Linked DNA regions of Sus scrofa: regions 1 and 3 are each linked to region 2. Evidence: chromatin contacts called from public HiChIP or PLAC-seq data. All regions are on one chromosome and are shown on one strand. The core of a region is the stretch at or near the end of the contact, and the rest is flanking DNA. Distances in the headings are between cores, read along the strand shown.

What was found. HiChIP or PLAC-seq counts read pairs in DNA pulled down with a chosen protein or histone mark.
Region 1: an H3K27ac HiChIP or PLAC-seq map of alveolar macrophages shows a contact between it and region 2. The contact joins the promoter of ZNF143 here to the promoter of TMEM41B in region 2. A contact is called at or near these places in 2 of 5 promoter capture datasets (fetal liver and liver), 5 of 47 Hi-C or Micro-C datasets (embryonic fibroblasts, epiblast stem cells, fetal liver and 1 more) and 2 of 2 datasets of contacts at active chromatin or transcription factors (alveolar macrophages and skeletal muscle).
Region 3: an H3K27ac HiChIP or PLAC-seq map of alveolar macrophages shows a contact between it and region 2. The contact joins the enhancer-like site here to the promoter of TMEM41B in region 2. A contact is called at or near these places in 1 of 47 Hi-C or Micro-C datasets (skeletal muscle) and 2 of 2 datasets of contacts at active chromatin or transcription factors (alveolar macrophages and skeletal muscle).

The regions. Positions count from the first base shown.
Region 1 is chr9:102,190-106,582 of Sscrofa11.1, reverse strand. ZNF143 (zinc finger protein 143) reads left to right here and starts at 1,807. Exons shown (of 16, transcript XM_021062244.1): 1 at 1,807-1,922.
Region 2 is chr9:221,623-225,847 of Sscrofa11.1, reverse strand. TMEM41B (transmembrane protein 41B) reads right to left here and starts at 1,875. Exons shown (of 7, transcript XM_021062249.1): 1 at 1,546-1,875. The coding sequence starts at 1,666. It overlaps LOC102164595 (a long non-coding RNA gene), which reads left to right and starts at 1,952. Exons shown (of 5, transcript XR_002335503.1): 1 at 1,952-2,488.
Region 3 is chr9:147,714-152,488 of Sscrofa11.1, reverse strand. It overlaps IPO7 (importin-7), which reads left to right. Exons shown (of 25, transcript XM_013979065.2): 2 at 4,495-4,576. Among named protein-coding and RNA genes, the nearest start is that of IPO7, 13 kb to the left of the region's middle. Within about 2 kb of position 1,993, at least 4 of the 83 cell types and tissues checked have an H3K27ac peak or open chromatin away from gene starts, as enhancers often do. A contact at or near this core is called in alveolar macrophages, where this site is marked.

The DNA of each region.
Region 1 (4,393 bases), core at 558-3,057, 120 kb after region 2:
TATTGTCAATGGTAAAAACAAGAGTTCCATTTCTTCTGACAAAAACATTATTAAGGTTTCTCCCTGAATAAGATTAGAACTATAGCATCCTGCCTGCCACCACCGATGTTTACAATTAGTAGGTTCAGGGGATACAAAGATGTCCTGTAACTGCAATCTACAATTACAGGGTGGCTTTTTAACCTTCTTTTGAGATTTGGTATTACAGTGTTTTAACAAATGACTGAAGATTTGGTTCTTAGTAATACATGATTAAATGGCATAAGGTATTCTGATTCTGATTATAAATACAGATACAACAACTGGAAGGTACAGAAAGTATAAAGTAAAACACATCATCTGAATCTATTCTTTGGGCACAAGACTGTTGAGTGAGCCAATTCTTCCAGTTTCAAGTAACCTAATCCAATTTTATGTCGCATTTTTCATTCTTAAAAGGACATAAAATAATGACTACCTTAATGTAGTCAAACAAAACTCCTGTTTTCCTTCGAATGGCATTTGGGTAACAATTATGAGCTATACCTTGGTTAGGGTCAGCCTGCCCCTCACTTCCCACCAAAAAGAACGTACTGGTAAAATCTCAAACCAGATTCAAGTGCAGATCAAAACATTAATTATCCTCACCTATAGAGCCATTCCATAATCAATTTAGCCCAAAGACACTAAATCCATCACCATTCAGCTCTCTCCCGTTTTCATAAGTAGGACGCAAATCTCAGCTACGGCGGGGCCAGCGCCGCATTCTCAGCAACTCAAATCTACACCTGCGATGCCCAATTCAACAAATATTGAGTCTGCACACTTTAATCTCACCTCTGTTCAGCCTCGCTGCCAAAGCACATGGATACTTACTGAATACTTCAAAAGATTAGGATTTCCAATGGTTTAGAGAAAGTTTGGGTGGAGAGTTACAGCAAGTATTACCCAAACTTCACAACTAATTTGTACCTATAGGTTCGAGCAGGCCAAGCCAGTGCTTTCCCCACCCTTTAATTCGTAACAGACACTAAAGGGAAAGAAAAAAAAGTTAGCGACACCACTACAGACGACTTCGAGATCTGAGCCTAAACGACAAGAAAGCGCAAGAGCATCCGCAGTGTCCTCCAGCAGCGTCCGAGACCACCGCCCATGGTCGAGCGCGGCCGGGGCTCCGGCTGAGGCAGGAGGCCCGCGCTGCGGCCCGTGGCGACGCCCCGGCGACCGGAGGAGCAAAGGCAGACTCGGCAGCCGGTGACCGGCCAACAGCCGCTCTCGGGAAAGCAGAGCCCTCGCCCAAGACCAAAGGCCTCAGCTGGCACCGGAGCCCCCCGGGAGCGGCCAGGCGTCCCGCCCTGGCCTACCCCAGCCTGCTACTTCCCGCTCGACACTCGGCAGTCGCTAGGCAAAGCCCGATCGGTCGCCAGAACGCGCTCTAGCTAGCCCGCGGGGAGCGCCGAGACCGTCTCCTAGCCCCTGTGGGGAAAATGGCGCCTGTCACCGCTTCTCCCTCCCGGCTAGTCACAAGGACCAGCCTCCGTCCCTCGCCACAAAATGGCGCCTCCCGCTGGGGCCCTAGAATCGGCATAATTCACTTGTCAGCGAGGCGGTGTCGAGCTGGGATGCGCGCCTCTGCCAACCAGTCAGACCGAGTAACTTTGGTTCCGCACTTTGCTCAAGCCACTCAGGCGCTAGCTGTAAGGCCTGGCGATGCTGACGTCATGAAAAGGGGCGTGGACAAGGCGGTCTCCTTTGGCGTCGCCTAAATTTGAGCCAATGGAAAGCAGGAAGTATCGAATGACTGACGTAGTGACGGCCCAATGGAGGCCGGGGGCGGGCCTCAGACCCACTATGCGGGTTGCGGGGCCTGGGGGCCGGGCGGCTGTTTCCTGTCCTGGTGCATGGTGGTCGGACGAAGGAATTGTTGGAAAATTTTCTCGGAGGTTCGTATATAAATGTGTTTTTACCCAGTGTGCATTATTCTCCGCCCGGCCGCCGCCCTCAGCGCGGCGGCGCGGGCCCGCTCGGGCCGGGGCTCTGGCTCCGGCTGCTCAGCCTCCACCGCAGGCCCAGCCGATCCTACGGCCGGCCGCGGTAGCCGCGCCTGGGCAGAAGCGGAGTTTATTAATAACCCGCGGCCGCCACTCTGGGGCGGCGGAGCTTTTCTCACTGAGGACGCCCCCCCCCACCTCGTCTGCGCACTGCGCCCCGCCTGTTCCCCTCAGGGGACAGCCGAGGGGAGGGAGGGAGGGAAGGAGGGGAGGGAGGAGCCCTCGGGAGCCTGGCGGCGCTTCCCCGCTTGACCTCCGCGCGGAGCGGGTCCCCAGGCGCCGCCGGGGCGAAGCTCCTCCGGCCGGGACGCCGGGCCCGGTCCTCACGGGGCCGCAGCTGGGGCGCCGCCGACGCAACTGGCCGGGGGCCCGGTCGGGATCCCGTCTGCAGATCGCACCCAGAATTTCCTTCTACTCAGATCGTGCACAGATTCTTGTTTTTCTCACTTTTTTAAAAAAATAATTTTTGGGTCTAACATCGAATATTAGAAATTGTCCATTTTATCGTTCCACTCTTGGTGTTGGCTAAAGAGTGAATGAATCTCTTCGTTGCTTTGTAACATTTTCTTGTGGGACCAATCACCAATTTTTATTCTCTTCCCTTTTGCTTATTTTACCATTAAGTTTACACATTAACAAAGTTAAGCAAAAAGTAGATAAGAATAAATTGCTAAACCGATTATTTGTTTAAAATCAACTTAAGCCTTGGCTTCGGAAGTGTCCAGTCAGCTAATATAATTTGGTGGGGATGTGGTGAAAAATTGTACGTTTGGCGTTGTGTTTGAAATTGTCCTGAGTCTTACTAGAGGATGTTTGTGTTGTAGTTGACAAAAATCTGTGGAATATTTAGTATTTTTTCTTTGCTCAGTGCTTAGTTTCAGTTCCTTGTTAAGTGTTTAGTAAGAGAATAGGTAATGAGACCATCCAAATGCTCTGGTAAGTTAGGGAGCTAATTTTATCCAGGTGTATTTTCATTACTTTGGAAATTATTTAGCAGTGTAGTAATACTTGAGGGCCTATTTTTTTTCCATTGCCCTGCTTTATTGATAGAATTTACATACCTTTACAATTCACTCCTTTAAAGTATATATTAGGTAGGTTTAATGTACTCACAGTTGTGCAGCCACCACCACAATTTTAAACCATGTTCATCATCCCTCTTCCAAAAACCCTACCCACTAAGTTACTCCCCATTTCACTTAAAACTTCCCCTTCCCCGACCACTAATCTACAGATTTATAGATTATGAACATTTCATATAAATGGAATCATACAGTATGTGTACTTCTGTGACTTGCTTCTTTGATTTAACATGTTTGCAAGATTCATTCATGTTATAACATGTATCAGTACTTGATTTCTTTTCATTGCCAGATATTTTGTTGTATGGACATAACACCTTTTATTTATCCATTAATCTACTGATGTACATTTAGGTTGCTTTCACCTTTTGTCTGTTATGCATGATGCTACCATGAAGTTTCTGTGTGGAAATTTGTTTTCATTTCTGTGTGTGTATTTGTGTGTATGTCCACACACACCTAGGAATAGAATTCGTTGGTTGGTTGGTCATATGGTAACTCTGTATTCACCCTTTTGAGGAACCGTCAAACTGTTTTCCAAAGTGCTTGCACCATTTTGCATTGCTGCCAGCAGTGTATGAGAGCTCACGTTTCTCCATATCCTTGCCAACACTTGTCGTTATCTTTCTTTTTGATGGTCGTCATCCTAGAGAGTATGCAGTGATATCTCTTGTGATTTTGATTTGCATTTCCTAGGTGCTAATGGCATTGAGCATTTTTTCATGTGCTTTTTGGACATTTGCATATTTTCTTTGGAGAAATGTCTGGGTCTTTTCCCTATTTTTAAATTGGTTTGTTTAGGGAGTTTCTGTTGCGGCACAGCGGAAATGAATCCGACTAGGAACCATGAGGCTGCGGGTTTGATCCCTGGCCTTGCTCAGTGTGTTGGGGATCTGGCATTGCTGTGAGCTGGGGTGTAGGTTGAAGACGCAGCTCAGATCCACATTGCTGTAGCTGTGGTGTAGGCTGGCGGCTACAGCTCCGATTAGACCCCTAGCCTGGGAACCTCCATATGCCTCGGGTGCGGCTCTAAAAAAAAAGACATAAATAAATAAGTAAACTGGATTGTTTATTTATTATTGAATTGTAAGAGTTTCTTACATAAAGGGCCCTTATCAGATATATGATTTGCAAAATATTCGTTGCCCTTTGCTGGAGTTGGGATATTTCTGTGAAGTAAGGATTCATCATATTCTTCATGGAAAGATGACCTAGCTGGATTGGTGAATTATGCCTCTACTATTACTTTAGCTGTTATTGAATATTTATAATGTGTGTACA
Region 2 (4,225 bases), core at 626-3,125:
ATGTGCAACCCACTTCGCTGGGCTCAGGATCCAACCTGCATCTCCGCAGTGACCTGAGCCGCTGCAGCTGGATCCTCAACCCACTGTGCCACAGCATAACTCTTCAAGGTTTAGGATTAAAAAAAAAAAAAAAAGTAATACAACAAGTTACTGCTATCCCAATCCAAATGATAATCTTTAAGGATGTCCTATCTGGAAAATACTTTTTCAGGAAACCCTTGGATTACTGTCACTCTCAGTTGCTGCATCTTCAAGGCTCTTGTCATTTAGAGTGGATTTATACTTTGACAATTCATTTCTGGGTTTTGAAGTTATCTGGCTCTACTGTCTATAAGGCTGAAAAGCATCCAAATATATAAAGCTGAAAGACCCAAATCAAACTGGGGACATTTTAAATTATCTGAAGATAAAATATCATTTCCTGCACGACACCACTTAAATGTTTCATGCATTTTACATTTGATTCAAGAAACTTCAGCTGAATGGTAAACATTATCTCCACACCACGTATAAATATATCTTTAAAGAGGACAATACTTTATGGTTGACACAATATTGCTAGACACTCTTAAAAGACCCTTCCTCTACCCATCACTAGTGGAAGAACACATCACTGTGAGCAAACTGCGGACAACTTAATGGCCATTTGTTAGGATCTCCCCAAGCTTATGGCCTTTGAAAGCATTTAAAGAGCTTAATCACTTCAACTGCTGAAAAGCAGGAAACTTCTATGCCTAGATGGAATTAACACATTCAAGGTACACATTCTGCTTAAAATAATATTTAAAGCCCTGAGAAATGCCAGGATGGCAGTGGGGGGACACACACACACACAAAAACAAACCTCGAGAACAAGAGATCTTAGCTTAAAAAGTAATTACTAACATTTATTTAGCCTTCACTTCGCATAAGCCAAACATTACACTAAACCTTTTACATGAATTATTTTGTTTAATTCATGCACCACTCTTAAGTAGATACTATCATCATCCCCGCTGCACAGTTCGGACACTGACCTTTTGAGCTTTTGAAGGATAACAAGCACAAAGTCATAAAAGTGGTAGCGCAGGGACTCAAACCCAAGTATTCCTGCCACCTGGAAGTGGCACCTGGACGTCATTACACACTTGCTTTTAGCCACTACTTAACCAGTCTGGCTTGGTGCCCTCTTGCAAGTCATATATCCACGCTGGGCCTCAGTTTCCTCATCTGCAAAAGTAAAGCAACGAAGGCCGACGTTCCTGCCCGCACTGCCTCGCTTCAATATCATCCACCTTACAATCTCCCTGAGCGTCAACAAGCCGGTGTCATGCCTGTAGAAGGCATGAATTCAACTGAAAAAGGACTTACGAAGCTGCTAGGACGGCCTCGTGGTGCGAAGGGCCGCAGCCCAGGTCCCCCACGCCCTCTGCCCCGGCGCCTGGGTACCACCAGGCCGCCTCTGCGTCCGCGAATGCCTGGGACCGGCTGTGGTCCCTCCTCCTCCGAAGCCCTCCGCTCACTGCCCCCGGGCCAGCCCCAGCTCTCGCGTCCAGGTCTACTCACCCTTTAGGCGGTCTCCGCCGCCCGGGGCCGAGGGGCCCCGCGTCCCTGCCGCCTTGTCCCCCGCGGGGGTCGCGTGGAGTGCCCCCGTTTGCGATCTTTCGACGACTCCGCCTTTCGTCATGGCTGCGGCGGGGAAGGGGGAGGCAGCGGGCAGACGCCGCGCCCTTAACAACCGCACTCCGCCGAGGGCGCCTTCCAACAGCCAGGGGCACAGGCGCAGCCGCTTCCGGGGCGACCACCTCACCTGAGACGACCTCGGCCCGGCGAGCACAGTGACGCGGCGCCGAGAGCCGCAGCGCCCACTCGCACTAGCCCCGCCCCGCCCCGCCCCCGAGCCTCGCGCGCTCGCGCCGGCCCAGTGACCGCGAGACGAGGCCGCTTCCCCGCCCGCCCCGTGGCCGCCCGCCCCGCCCCGGGACTGCGCGGAGCATGCGCACTCAGCGCACCAGGGGCCGCCGGAGCGAGTCCGGGAAGCCGGCGGCTGCTGCTTCGCTTTAAGTGTCCGGAAGTGCGGCCGCACGCGCTGCAATCCCTTTGTCCCCGCGGCCGGAAGGGCGCGGTGTGATTAGTTGGCGTTTCGCGGCGGACGCCGATTAGCCCGCGCGCTTGTCCGCCAGTCCCACAAGCTGCCTAGACGTTGGAGGGGCTAGATGGTGCTTGGTCTGAAGATGTTGAAAAACGTAGAGCCTGAGCCGAACCCCGAGTTTCAGCAACCTGGAGCTCGAGGACTGTAACCTGGGGAGGTCACAGGGTGGCCGCGATGGCTTTAGAATCCGGCTTTCTTGTTCCCAAGCAAACGCTTTGCCATGTCATCACCTGCCACCCCTCACTTGTAAATCCAGGTCAGCTCGTTTATCTTTTCCTTTTGCTGAGCCCAGACGTACCTTTTCTGACGGTTACTTCGCCACCTCGCCTCTCGGAGCGGTATTCCGCTTCCTCGCTGGTGAGTGTGTCGGAATTCCCCCTGGAAAGCGGCTTGGCAATGTCAGTAAAAATACTGTGTTCCTATCCGGGAATTACATTTCTGGAAGACTACTCCGTGGGCGTAAACATACAGAGAGAACTATTCGTAGCAGGATTACCTATTAGTGTGATGGTAAATGTGGAAGCAGTCTAAAAACTCGACACTAAAGAATGGTTAAGTAAATAATGTCCATTCAATGGAATTGTTTTATGTACACATCCTTGGCCTACTTATATTAAGACATTCAGTGACCACTCTTAAGACGTAGCTTCCCACTTAATTCCTCCATGGTCGTCCTTAAAAGCAGTAATTACTTGGATTATTTGTTTACCTGTTTATCGTCTGCCTCCGTCTCTGGAGTGGTAGCTCTGTTAAGGTAAAGGGCCTTGTCCTTTTGTTCACCATTGTATCCCCGAGCAGCTGATAGGGCCAACACCTAAGTGGACATTCAGTAAATTTGTTAAATAGCTTTTGAACCATAGATAATTATGGAGAGACTAATAACGTGGACAATGCTTATTCAAAAACAAATTCCAAGAGATAATTATAAAAAACAAAACAGGAATTCTCTGGTGGCTCAGCAGGTTAAGGATCTGGAGTTGTCACTGCTATGTCTTGGGTCATTGCTATGGGGCAGGTTTGATTCCTGGCCAGGGAATTTCTGCATGCCACAGCCAAGGCTACCCCCACCCCCCAAAGAAAATATATAGAAAAATACATAAGAAAGTCACTGTCTTTTGTATAGAGGTCTTCTTTTTTTTGGTTTTTTTTTTGGTTTTTTTTTTGTCTTTTTTTTGTTGTTGTTGTTGTTGTTGCTATTTCTTGGGCCGCTCCCGCGGCATATGGAGGTTCCCAGGCTAGGGGTTGAATCGGAGCTGTAGCCACCGGCCTACGCCAGAGCCACAGCAACGCGGGATCCGAGCCGCGTCTGCAACCTACACCACAGCTCACGGCAACGCCGGATCGTCAACCCACTGAGCAAGGGCAGGGACCGAACCCGCAACCTTATGGTTCCTAGTCGGATTCGTTAACCACTGCGCCACGACGGGAACTCCTGTATAGAGGTCTTCTTAAACAAGCCAACCTTTTTTTTTTTTTGGCTGCACCTGTAGCATATGGAAGTTCCTGGGCCAGGGATCCAACCCACACCGCAGCAGTGACAACACTGGATCCTTAATCTGCTTAAGCCACAAGGGAACTCCTGCAAAATCACTTTTAAACACTTGATATATTTTACTAAAAAAAATTTTACACCAAAAAACAAACTCTAAACCTAAAAACAGGAGTTCCTGCTTGGTGCAGTGGGTTAATGATCCAGCTTGTCTCTGTGGAGGTGCCAGTTTAATCCCTGGCCTGGGAACCTCCATATGCCGTGGGAGCAGCCCTAGAAAAGGCAAAAAGACCAAAAAAAAAAAAAAAAAAAAAAAAAAAAAGACCCCAGAGAGGCTAAGGCTTAATATCAGGTCTAGTCTAAACCTAAAGAAAAGGCTATTTAGATACACACTAATATAAATTAAAAATCAGACTCAAAGAAAAATTTTTAATTTTAAAAAGGAGTTCCCTCGTGGCTCAGTGGGTTAAGGGTCCAGCATTACCACTGTAGTGGCTTGGGTCACTGCTGTGGTGCAGGTTTGATCCCTGGCTCAGGAACTTCTGCATGCTGCAGGTGCAGAAAATAAAAGATTCAAAGTATTTCTTTGATGCACTGGTAAATTA
Region 3 (4,775 bases), core at 744-3,243, 73 kb after region 2:
ATCCATACTTTCTATGTGTGTGGATATATAACAACATTTGTTATGTCTTTGGAAAATATATAAAATATTTTCCATATTTATTCCTTAGAGCTATACTGAAAAGTAGATTTTGGTATACTAACTTTGTAATTAAGAGTTAGATTTGCTGGAGTTATGTTGTGGCTCAGTAGGTTATGAACCCAACTAGTATCCATGAGGATTCAGGTTCGATCCCTGGCCTGGCTTAGGGGTTAAGGATCTGGTGTTGCTGTGCTGTGAGCTGTGGTGTAGGTCAAAGATTCGGCTCGCACCCTGCATTGCTGTAGCTGTGGTGTAGACTAGCAGCTATAGCTCCAATTTGACCCCTAGCCTGGGAAACTCCATATGCTGCAGGTGAAGCCCTGAAAAAAAAAGGAGAGAGAGAGTTAGATTTGCTGAATCAACTTGCTCAAGAGTAAAAAATGTAGGAGGTGGATCACTTTTTTTTTTTTTTTTTTGCTCCTTTGGGGCCACCCCCGCGGCATATGGAGATTCCCAGGCTAGGGGTCCAATTGGAGCTGCAGTTGCTGGCCTACACCACAGCCACGGCAATGCCAGATCTGAGCCACAGCTGCAACCTACACCACAGCTTCCAGCAATGCTGGATCCTTAACCCGCTGAGCAGGATTAGGGATCGAACCTGAAACCTCATGCTTCCTGGTCAGGTCCGTTTGTGCTGCGCCCTGATGGGAACTCCGGAAGAGAATCACTTTTGTTTATAACTAGTACTGTCAGATTCTAGCAGTTCATTCCAGGAGTTCACAATTTGATGTCAGAGATAACATGTATACGCTGTAATATTTATGGCCTAAAAAAGTACCATATACTGGCCTTTGTGGGCTAAAAATATAAATATGCTTTTTTTGCTCTCACTGCCCCTAGGTGATCACAGCTACTTCCAAGGCATCTTTTTTGTTGTTGTTGATTCATTAAGTTATTCTTTTAATAAATTTGATGAATATTTTTTGTCTTTTTGCCTTTTGATGGCCGCTCCCGCGGCATATGGAGGCTCCCAGACTAGCGGTCTAATCGGAGCTGTAGCCACCGGCGGACACCAGAGCCACAGCAACGAGGGATCCAAGCCGAGTCTGTGACCTACACCACAGCTCACGGCAATGCCGGATCCTTAACTCACTAAGCAAGGCCAGGAATCTAACCCGTAATCTCATGGTTCCTAGTCGGATTCGTTAACTACTGAGCCACGACGGGAACTCCCTGTTGAGTATTTTAAATACGAGACATATCTGGGTATACAAACTGGGTATACAAACAGTGAAGTCCCTACTCTCAGTGGAACTTGAGTAACAGGAGAGGCAGACATAAAGCCAGTCTACAAATACGATAATTACCAGTGTGTGATAAATGTTATGAAGGAAAGAAACCTTGGAGCTTATGAGAGTAATAGTAATACTTAGCTAGCGTGATTGGTGAGGAAATGCTTCTCTAAGGAAATGTTTAAGCTGAGACTTAAACACTGTGAACCTGTGGACCAGTGGTTGCTGTGGTGGAGCATTGGAGAGAAGAGTGTTGCAGGTAGAAAGGCACAGCGTGTATGAACACTGAAATCGGTAACATGTTTATTGTAGAAAGAACCTAAAAAAGACGGCTGAGGTGGGGCAGTGGAGGGGATGAGAGGTTTCTTTAACTGAAGCTGAAGAAATAGGCAGGGGCAAGATCATACAGGGTCTTTTAGCTGTTGGAAAATAGAGCAGAAACTTGTTAAAAGGTTTGCTTAAAGGGGATTCGTTTGCAGTTTTAAAGATCATGGGCTGCTAAATGGAGAATGGTGGGGGTGGCACATGGTTGCATGAAGGGAAATAGACTAGGTTGGTGTTCCTGGGAACGGAGAAAGCAGATGTGTTAACTTTATCAGCATTTTGGAGATAGAATTGACAAGGTCTGGTCTTGAATTGAGGTGGAGGAGGGCGGTACTAAAGACGACATTCTGTTTTCAGGCAGGAGTAACCGAGGGTAGTGATGACAAGGGTTGGGAGAGCTGGTACAAGGAAGTAGGGTCCCTGCTTGTAGGGAAAAAGACAGTGTGAGAGGCCTGTGAGGTAATGAAGGCAGCGATGTTAAGTAGGTTGGTTGGAGTGTCCTGGACTGGAAATGATGTGTTTGACTTACAGCTAGTATTTAAAGACAGAATAGACGAGGTCAGCTGGGGAATAGAAAAGGTGGCTTGAGACTGAGTTCTGGCACCAGGCTCTAGCATTTGTAGATAAAATGAGAAACAAGCAAAGGAGCCTGAAAAGGTGGCAGGATAATTGGTGTAGGGGTTATATAGGCAGAAGAGTGTTTCAAGAAATGATAGTGAAAAAAAAAGAATGAAAGAAAAAGGAATTCCCATTGTGGCTCAGTGGGTTAAGAACTCGACTGGTATCTGTGAGGATCTGGATTCAATTCCTGGCCTCAGTGGGTTATAAAGGATTTGGCATTGCCATGAGCTGCCACATAGGTCGCAGATGTGGCTTGGATCTGGCGTTGCTGTGATTGTGGCATAGGCCGGTGGCTGCAGCTCCCGTTTGACCCGTAGCCTGGGGAATTCCATATGCTGCAGGTACCACCATTTAAAAAAAGAAAAGAAAGAGGCTATAGTGATTAACTGTTCAGATCTGTTTAGAGTCCTGGAAAGGGTAAATTCCTCCCCTTCCTCGACCTAACCACTCCTTAAATTTAAGCATTCCTTCTGGGTGAGGAGATTCAACTTTGAGTCTTCCATAGTCTTCTAGTTCTTCCATTATACTTTATTGCATTACCTGGTTAGTTGTTTTCCTTCACCTAAGTTTCTATGAGGTCATGGGGCCTTACTGTCTTGTTCAACCCTGTATTTTTAGCTCCTGATGTAAGTGTTTTGCACTAAGAACACCCGGATAAGGAGTTCCCATTGTGGTGCAGCAGAAACGAATCTGCCTAGTAACTGTAAGGTTGTGGTTCGATCTCTGGCCTCACTCAGTGGGTTAGGGATCCTGTGTGGCCATGAGCTGTGGTACAGGTCACAGATGTCGATAGGATCCTGGGTTGCTGTGGCTGTGACGTAGGCCAGCAGCTGCAGCTCTCATTTGACCCCTAGCCTGGGAACCTCCATATGCCGTGGGTATGGCCCTGAAAGGCAAAAAAAAAAAAAAAAAAAAAAAAAAAAAAGGAGAGAGAACACCTGAATAATTTTTGGAGTGACCTAATGAATAAAGTATCACTCTGGGTCTAATATGGAAGACATTTTTTATATCCAGAGGGAAGTTTTTCTCTTTCTAAGGATGTGTTTGTAGAATGTGTGAAAAACTCTGCGAAGAGGAAACTAAAATAAAAATCACTGTTGTCCATTGTGAACATGTGCAGAAAAATACTAAAACTTGGGCTAGGAGGAGATGACATTATAGGAGGTGGTTATACTGGGGGAGAGGGAGTGAAACTAAGAAAACATATAAGAAGAGATTTCATTTCTTTTAATAAAAGCAAATATGACATTTAAGAATTATTAAGTAACTTTTTTGTACTGTTAAAGTAACCCAGGGAGTTCCTGTTGTGGCTCAGTAGAAACGAATCCAACTAGTATTCCTGAGGATGTGGGTTTGATCCCTGGCTTGGCTTAGTGGGTTTAAGGATCCGGCATTGCCATGAGCTGTGGTGTAGGTCACAGATGCAGCTCAGATCCTGTGTGGCTGTGGCTGTGGCATAGGCCAGCAGCTACAGCTCTGATTGGACCCCCTCCCATGGGAACCTCCATATACTGCAAGTGCGGCCCTAAAAGGCAAAGAAAAAAGAAAAAAAAAGTAACCCAGGATCATAGCATAAAATTTTGAAGATAGAAAATATGTATAGAATAGCTCCTCTATAATCCCACCACCCCAAATATAACTTATTAGCATTCTTGCTATATTTCATTCTTTTCTGTGTATGTTGCATTGCATATTCATGTAACATGTTTACTAAATTATATAGTTTGTATCCTACTTTTATTGTATTTCAAGACTATTTTAAATTTTCTATTGAAATATGACATGCATACAGAAAGATGATTTTGAAGGTAGAGTTGATTAATTTTCACAAACTAGACACATTTATAAAACAGCCATATCAAGAAATAAACCATTATTAGCACCTGGGGAACCACTCCTCAAGCTATTACTTTTACTGATTTAGTTTTTATCTAGAATGTCTCTATGGAGAAATTCTTCCTGAATTTGGGAAATAAGTATCACAGAAGACACTGTTTTTGAGCTGCTACCACCAGCATAGGTTAAGAATGCAGGTTGGAATAAATGCGAAGTGCAACATTATGCGGCCAAATGCAAACATCCAAAAGTTTTAGGCGTTAGTTTACTGAATTTTTTTAGTTCCTTGTACTTGAGTGAAAGGAAATAAGGCTGGAGCCAACTTGTGGAGAAGAGCCTTTTGTGCCAGCCTAGCAGTGAAATAGGGTACTGAGGATATTTATTTGCAGAAATTTGAAATTTTTTGTTTGTTTGTTTGTAGGCACACAAGTCCCTGAATTTTGTTTCAACACTGCTTCAGATTACTATGTCGGAACAACTGGATTTACCTGTGAGACAGGCAGGCAAGTTTCCTGAATTATTTTCTTGGATGTATGTAAATATTGTTGAAAAGTTCATAGTTGAATAGCAAAAGTATTTGGGAAGGCCCTTCAGTGATTTTCGTCCCTGAAAACTGGTTTGCCCTCGTGTGTTTACCCATAAGCTGCTGTAAGGGCCTTGATATCTGGTGTCAGTTTTGATGAATTAAAAATGAAGCTGGCA